2 separate regions of the Astyanax mexicanus genome follow, and region 2 is linked to region 1. Evidence: chromatin contacts called from public Hi-C data. All regions are on one chromosome and are shown on one strand. The core of a region is the stretch at or near the end of the contact, and the rest is flanking DNA. Distances in the headings are between cores, read along the strand shown. Region 1 holds the start of srxn1 (sulfiredoxin 1 homolog (S. cerevisiae)). Region 2 has its middle 7.5 kb from the start of LOC111192748.

The links. A called contact is a pair of places that touch in the nucleus more often than the background predicts.
Region 2: a contact with region 1 is called in a Hi-C map of muscle, with 15 times the contacts expected there. The contact joins the enhancer-like site here to the promoter of srxn1 in region 1. A contact is called at or near these places in 2 of 3 Hi-C or Micro-C datasets (both in muscle).

What each region holds. Positions count from the first base shown.
Region 1 is chr12:47,557,503-47,561,809 of AstMex3_surface, reverse strand. It overlaps srxn1 (sulfiredoxin 1 homolog (S. cerevisiae)), which reads right to left and starts at 1,929. Exons shown (of 2, transcript XM_007231685.4): 1 at 1,639-1,929; 2 at 1-310. The coding sequence starts at 1,923. The coding sequence ends at 104.
Region 2 is chr12:47,631,755-47,636,061 of AstMex3_surface, reverse strand. No RefSeq gene overlaps it. Among protein-coding and RNA genes, the nearest start is that of LOC111192748, 7.5 kb to the left of the region's middle. Within about 2 kb of position 1,966, the one cell type or tissue checked has an H3K27ac peak away from gene starts, as active enhancers do.

The DNA of each region.
Region 1 (4,307 bases), core at 680-3,179:
TCGAGCTGGGTTAAATCGGTCACAAGTTGCAAAAGTCTGTGAACCCCTGAGCTGAGTCCGTTCTCCATTTTTAAACTAAAATTTTGAGTCTGGAGTCCTCTGGTCACTGCAGGTCAGGTGTGGAAGCTCCCAGGTAGGTGCGCAGGTCTGAGATGCTGGATTTGATGATCTTGGCGGGGATGGTCTTCATCTGCAGCCTCTGATAAGCAGCGAATCTGTGGCAGCCACCGAACGAGTAGTAGTAGTTCCCTCCCTGCTCTCCTGTGATCCACAGCACGTCTATGGGAGGAACGATGCCGGTATCAGACGTCTTCTGTGGAAACGTGGATGTAAACGTGAGGTAAATCTACAAACCACAGTATAATAATATCAGCTTCCCTGTTAGAGAAATACAATGGTTCTCTTGTTCTGTGGGAGCTCACAGCACACCTGAAGAGCAGCCATCAGGAACACTGACTAGATACCTGCTACAGGTGTTTTAGCAGCTGAAATAGACCAGCATTATGACCTCATGGCTCAATAAAATCAAAAGCTTGCTGTTGATGGTCCTGCTGTTTAACTGCAGTGGTCTTATGGTCAAGCTTGGTCATACTTAGGAATACACTGAATATATATATAAATCAAAATGATAAATTATAGTTTTAAACTTTTCTTTTAGTTTTGTAATTGCTTTCATTTAACCCATACAAGTTTTTAAAAAGTGTTAAAAGGTGCTAAAAAATTCCGACCCAATTCCAAGTCAATGTTTTGAGATACTTAGTTGTTATTTTGTGACCGGAAGTTGTTATTTTTAGATACAAATAGCTAATTTGAGTTAAGAAGTTGTAATTTTAAGACACCAAGTCAATCTTTTTATATAGGAAGTTGTTATTTTGATTTAATAAGTTGTTATTTTGAGAAAGGAACTTGTTATTTTGAGACAATACATCAATAATTTGAAACAGGAAGTTGTTATTTTGAGATGCTAAGTTGTTATTTTGAGAAAGGAATTTGTTCATTTGAGATATTAAGTCAATATTAAGTTGATAATTTGGGATAGGAAGTCGTTATTTTGAGATAGGAAGTTGTTATATTGAGATGTGCATTTGTTATACCTCAAAATAATGACTTAGCATAGCAATTTACTTAATAATAATAACAGTAGAAAAACGTTTTAACATGTAACAACAGTTTTGATTGGTCTGAGATTGCTAAGGTGGGAGGGGCAGAGCGTTACAGGAAGTAAGTCAGAGAAGTCCGACGGTGAGTGAAAACAACAAGCAAATCTTCACTAAAAAAGCAATTAATCAATTAATCAATTAAGAAAGTAAGAAAGTGAGCAATTGGGCTTACTAACAAGACAACGTGCTCCCAAAAAAATATTTACCTGCTCTTATATATTAAACAGCCTGAATTTATGAATAAACTTTAGATACCGGCCCATAATTAGCTGAACTACAGTACTCAGTACAGTACTCTCCATTTCAAAACAGTTTATTTATATTAATATTTATTAGCTGCATTTTCTAAATAAATAATAATTTAAGCTCATTAGAGCTCATATAAAGCTTAACTGATTGTTCTGGATAAGTCATTTACTAAAAGTGTCCCTCTGAAACTGTTTAAAATGTTGAATTAAATAAGAGTTTAAAAGTTTACCTGTATGGTCTGCATGAGGCTCTGTACTTTATTCTGGTCCAGAACCGGAGGGATGGGTCTGATGAGCAGCTCTATGGGGATCAGATGAACCTCAGTGATGTTGTCGGAGTGAATAGAGCGGTTCTCCGGGGTTAAACTGCCCATAGCGCTGCTGAGAGTTCTGGTACCGGTCCGCTGTACAGAACTGACCCCAGACCTGCTGTTAACTCCGTAAAGAACCCTGTACAAAACTCGCAACATCACCCTGACCAGCAGAATCAGCCATAAACACGCGCTTGTGCGCATGCGCCCTCACTGCGGCTGCGCTCACACCCAACAAACAACAGGCAAAATAAAAGTCTTTTTCTGGTACAGTTGTAAATTATTGTTTTTTATTTAAATTTACATTTACAAGTATTGAAATTACACAAAAAATAAATTAGACATTATTTTAAAGATAATAAGTCATTATTTTTGAGATAATAAGTCATTAATTTGAGATAATAAGTTTTTGTATTTGAGATAAGTCATTGTTTTTTAAATAATAAATAATTTTCCTTGTAATAATAAGTAATAATTTTTGAGATACAAAGTCATTATTTTTGAAATAATAAGTCATTATGTTTTAGATAATAAGCCATTATGTTTGAGATACAAACTCACAATTTTGAGATAAAAAGTCATTCATTTGAGATAATAAGTTTTTATATTTGAGATAATAAGGTATTATATTTAAGATAAGTCATTGTTCTTTGAGATAATAAGTCGTTATTTTTTAGATAAATCATTATTTTGAGATACAAAGTCACCATTTTGAGATAATAAGTCATTATTTTTCAGGCACTAAGTCATTAATTTTAAGATAATAAGTCATTAATTTGAGATAATAAATTTTTATATTTGAGATAATAAGGTATTATATTTGAGATAACTCATTGTTTTTTACATAATAAGTCGTTATTTTTTAGAAAAATCATTATTTTGAGGTACTAAGTCATTATTTTAAGACATTAAGTCATTGTTTTTGAGATAATAAGTCGTTATTTTTTAGACAAATCATTATTTTGAGATATTAAGTCATTATTTTTGAGATGTTAAGTCATTATTTTGAGATACTAAATCATTATTTTGAGGTACTAAGTCATTATTTTAAGACACTTAGTCATTATTTTTGAGATAATAAGTTGTTATTTTAAGTCACTACAACCAACAAAGGGCAAGTTAAACGCCTTTTTCTTGTAAAATTATGAATCATTATTTTTTATTTAAATTGACACATAAGAAGTGAAACTACACCATATTTAATGCAAGTGACAATTGATGATATCGATTATTAAGATTTATCAGAAACTTATCAACCAACCCAGGCTGAGGATTACCACCAGAGGGAGGCACAGACTTACATTTTCATAAGAGCTCAATAAATATCATTTAACCAGTTTTAATCAGTGAAACAGGCATTCTGGATATACAGAATATTCTCTTATTAACAATAAGATAATGATAAAATCTGATTTCAGGTTAAGTCCACTATATTTTAAACATTATGTTACATGTATAGACCACAATTCAGGTCTTATTAAAGAAGAAAATTAAGGTGGTATTACAAAAAAAACATTAGTATCTTGAAAAACACTTAACATAGTATTAATCCTGTAAGTTCCAAGTAATATTAGTGTAGGAATTTGAATTTATGAGATCCGAGAATTAGACAAAATACCTGTTTTATAGTCCTATAAAACATAAAACTCAAACTTTCATCATATCGAACCACTACATTTGTAAATATCTCATTCTCATTTATTAAAGGTGAATGTTTAAAGTGATATTACTGTAGCAGTTTGAAGTAATGGGAAGAATAACCTAGGAAAAGTGTCCATTTGGTTTTGCTTAAACCAAAATTTGGAGTCCAATAAAACCAGCATATCGAACTGTTATCAAATGACACTATTCAATTCTTAGGATTTAATTGTGAACCACAAAATAATTGTGTTTAGTGCTCCCAAATAGCTAATGCCAGCCCTGAACACACCTAAACTTTCCAAAAAAGTTATAAAGTAGAACTTGCGTATACTTGATGAAAGTGATGATAGATGAATATAGATTCTCTGCTCAGACCTCTAATGACATCTTCACTATAAAACTTAACAGTGAGGATACGTCTTCATTCTGCTCTATAATAAATATATGCAGCCGATTCATTTACATATCAAACGTGCTTTCCAGATAATTGCAGAATCAGCTAATGAAACGGAGCACAGGGTCGCTGACGGTCATTATGTACAGCTATGTGTTTGAACTCACATGCTAACGAGCACCTCATTAAAATAATGGTCAGAAAACGACCCTTTACCCCCGATAACAGCATTGTTTAGCAGCGGGGACTGGAGGGACAGGGGGACAGGGCCTGCCGGTCCTCGTATAACCTAAAAAAATAGTCTACAGGTGTTAATAGATAATTACTGGCATGCTAATACATCTATAATCAATTACATATACATTTTGACAGTCTGTGCTATATATAAACAGCACTCTATATATATAAACAGAAAAACTAAGACCACTTCATTTGAGTAAAATGAACATTGTTGTTTTATTCTATAAACTACAGACAACATTTCTCCCAAATTCCAAATAAAAATATTCTCATTTAGAGCATTTATTTGCAGAAAATGAGAAATGTCTGAAAT
Region 2 (4,307 bases), core at 717-3,216, 74 kb before region 1:
CCTTATACCAGATGATTTTACGGTACTGAACCCCGGACTCCAGCTGAACTTTACAGGGGATTTTTAAACTGTTACTGAGATCAGCAGCAGCCAATAGCAGCATTAGGATAAACACTGTGGGGAGAGAAATGAAAACATAATGTAGAATATAGCCTGAGGATCTGATGTTTGAGTGAGGGTATTTCTGTAAGGAAGCTTTCTGAAACTTAAATATTTTAAACGTATTGTTTATATGTTTCCTTAACATATGGTATTAATCAGTACAACACAACACTAACACTAATATTTGGTCTTACATGTACTTACATTTTGGTACAAATAAAGATATATAACCAGAAACAAGAGTAACATTTGTAGACTGTCCGCCAATCAGTTTTTGAGCCTAAGCTCAAGCGTACTTGGGCTCTGCAGCAGGATAATGACCCAAAGCACACCAGCAGAAGGTTTTAGAGTGGTCTAGTCAAATCTGAATTAAAACATAGTGGTTAATAATAATAACCATCATTTTTGAATATGGTGAACGATGTTATACCCTGAAATATGGTGAAATATGGTGCCATATCACCCACCCCTACTTATCAAATCAGGGTTGTACTTTTTTACTGTTTTTAGCAAAAGAAAAATTCACACTGTTCTCATTTCCCATTCTGTATGTACTAGAAACAGATTATATCTGTGCATTATCATTCATTTTACTTTAATCCTGGATATATGGAGATATTTTGAGTGCATTATTAGTATTATTAGTACCATGACATTCTGGATCATCGACTTCTGTTACAAATCTGATAAAATTCTTGTATTTTTTAATATCTCAGTTAGAGGTGTGCCATATCATATCGTATGCAATAATAAAGTTAATTTTTTTTTATTTTGTCGCAGTAGTGTATTCTTGAAATATATATATTTTTTATTCAGTATTTTTGGTCATATCGCCAAAAGTATCATTATGATGAAAATACCATGAAATCTTTCTCTTTCTCTCCCTCTCTCTCTCTCTATATATAAATATATATAAATATATATATATATTGTGGCATGAGGAGGCGGGGGAGTTGTGGGTCCGCCCCACGCCAGAGCGCAAAGCCATGCCTGTCTCAGCTGGCCCGCATGAGGGCTGATTGAGCCGCCAGTTGAGACAGGCATATATACTCAGCCTCCGTCATCATTTGGGAGGACTTTGACTGGGGAGCTGAGGGCTGAGGCTGCACGGACGCTAAAACAAAAGAAACTAAAGAAACTACTGAACTATAGAGCCCCACTGGGCTAGCATTATGTTTTGAGTTGTTTTTGGGTGTGGTGGAGGGCATTTAAAATAAAGGTACGTTTGAGTTCATTTACTCCCCGTGTCTGTGTTCTCTGTGAGCTTCCTCCTTCCGGGTCACAGTGGTCACGCCCCTAACCCCTACTGACTTTAGTTTTATTTTCATTTTGCTGCATTAGTGTATACTTGAATTTTTTTAGTACTTCTTGAAATTTTAGCATCGTATCACATACCATTAAAAATATCATGATGTTATTTTAGGGCCCTATCGCCCACCCCTAGTTTAAATACTTTTTTTTCACTTAATAAATGAAATCATCATTTAAAAACTGCTTTTTATATTTAATCAGGTTATTTTCATCTTGTATTAACATTTGTTTGTTAATTTGAAAAATTTAAGTATGAAAAAGAAGCAAAAACTAAAAAAATCTGTAGGAAGGAAATACTTTTTTACAACACTGTAAAACACATACAAGACAAGTTCACTATAAAGTTTGTTAAATTACATGGTAAATGTTAAAAAGTAGAAGATACTCAACTGTTACTCTTTTTTTTTTTTCATTTGTACCTACAATGTAATTTAATGTAATTTTATTTAATTTCCTGGTAATTATTCTCGGTGTATTGTTTTATACAGGGAAGTTACATCAGGCTTTAAAGGAAATCACTATAAAACTCTATATTATAAAGTGTTACTAATTAATTACAGTGAATAATAGTGAATATAAAGATTGTACACAGTGATTTAAAGCACACAGCTTATTTTCACACGTGACACTGGATTACTTACTGATAAAAGCTCGCATGTTGGCTGATTTCTGATTTCAGGGTCCAGCGTTTATAACAGATCATTGCCAGGAAGTGTGGAAACCGAAACTAGACTGTGTGTGTGTGTGTGTATGTGTCATCTTGTGGCTGGGTTTTAGAAGCACCTGATTGGCTGTTGGCGGTTTCGACTCCAACACAAAAGTCACAAGATACAAAATACAAATTCAAGCCAATAAGAGACAGTGTGGGCGTGGCTTCAGCCAGTTAAAGACTATAAAAAAGAGGAGTCTAGACTGACTGTCTGACTGACACGTTGGCAATGCGAATGTTGCTTATCTCTACTTTACTGTAGTAATTATTTTACATTTTCACACAATTATCTGAACTTTCTACTCCTTACATTTTAATAAAAACAGCTCGTTACTCCTTGTTATTTCATTCATTGGATGAGAAGTATAAACATATACCATAGCAACACCCTACTGGTGTATACTAAGCTTCTTTAATATATTTACATTGTTCTGTATTTAAAATACATTAATTTTTAATAAGCATATATGCAGCTGAAACAGTAGGGAACAGCCTAGTGCAAAATCCTAAATTATATTATCAACATTAACATTTTTTATGTTTTAACATTATAGTCATTGTAGCTTTTAGAGAGCACTATAGGACTCTGTGGGCGTGGCCTAATCTTTAGTTCTTAATGGCTTTGGCTTTAATTTTTCCCTTTACATTACTTTTACACTTTTATACTTTAATACATGAGTAGTTTTAAAACCAGTACACTTTTACTTTTTCAATAGTTTCATATCTTTAGTCAAATGTTTTCCCATTTCTTCAGATCCTTTTATTTTACAAATGCTAATGTTTTGACAGATTATGAGCAATAAATAATAAAGCAATGCATCGTGTTTGTGATTTTTCTATGCAAAAAAATTAAAATAAAAACTGTTACAACGCTTTGCATCTTTTTTTTTTTTTTTAAAGAAGCATTAAACCCCCTGATTTTAGCTGACTCCACCCTTATCTCAAATTTGAAAAATGCTAATAAAAAATGTGTGGAGTCGTTTGGGAGGGGCACTGGGTGATGTATGGGTAGAAATGACCAAAATATATATATATATTTTTTTTTTTTTTTTTTTACAGGTTAGGAAAGATTTTATAAGAATTTTAAGTAGTATGATTTTTTTTATTCAAAGTAACAAATGCCAAGCTATTAATGAAAAATTATTGTTTAGGGTTTAGGGTAATGTTGTCATTGGTTACCTGGCAACAAACTGTCATGCCTGACTGTAAACAGGCAGAGAGAAAATAAGAGACACTGCTGGGATGTAGAACGAAGCAGTAAAATTTATTGAAATAAACAACAAAATAAACAATATAAAAGAGGACTAGAGCAACACACTAAAGTCGGGCAAAACTGAAAACAAATATAAACACTGACAAAGTAAACGGGACTGGGCCAAAAGAAACAGGGACTAAGGAATAAGTGGAACGGCCAAAACAATAAAACCAGGAAGTAGTAAGGGGAATGGGGAAAAACAAAGGGAGCACTAGACTACAAAATAGCAAACAGAAAACTACTAAGCAGAGCTTAGGAAAATGGCTAGACTAAGAAAGTAAACAGGGCAAACAAACAAAACAAGAAATAAAACAGGGATACTTAGGCCGGGAGGAGTCCAAGGAAAAAACAGGAACTAGGGAAGACAGGCTTGGGAGATAGAACGCTTTGTAGAGTAGCAAACAGGCCGGAACCACAAGGAAACACAGACCATGAGAGCGACCAATACTCGGCAACAGCAGAGAGGAGCAGCGTGCTTATAAGCAACTCTGCCCAGGTGAAGCTGATCTCTAATCAGGGCTGGATGACTGCATGAGCGTGCCCTGATTAGAGGAAGTCCATATATGGGCATGGAGTGCCTCTCAGAGTGTGTGTGTGTGTGTATGTGTGTATGTGTGTGTGTGTGTGTGTGTGTGTGTGTGTGTGCTCTAATTAGGGGAAGTCCTTATTTGGGCATAGGGTGCTTGGCTTGGCTGGACGGGCCTGACACAAACACAGTTCTAAGATCAGAGATCAGATTTTTATCTCTCATTTAGAAACATTTGAGGATAAAGCGTTCTGATCTCAGATCAGCTGCTTTTGCTTTTTTTTGGATGAAACCTTCAAAAACTGATAGAATGAAACCTGTTTGAGACAGTCACGTTGTTTTTTTTTCGTGTGATTCAAATGAATCGATTTCTTATGAATCTGAGATTCGACTCTGAACCGCTA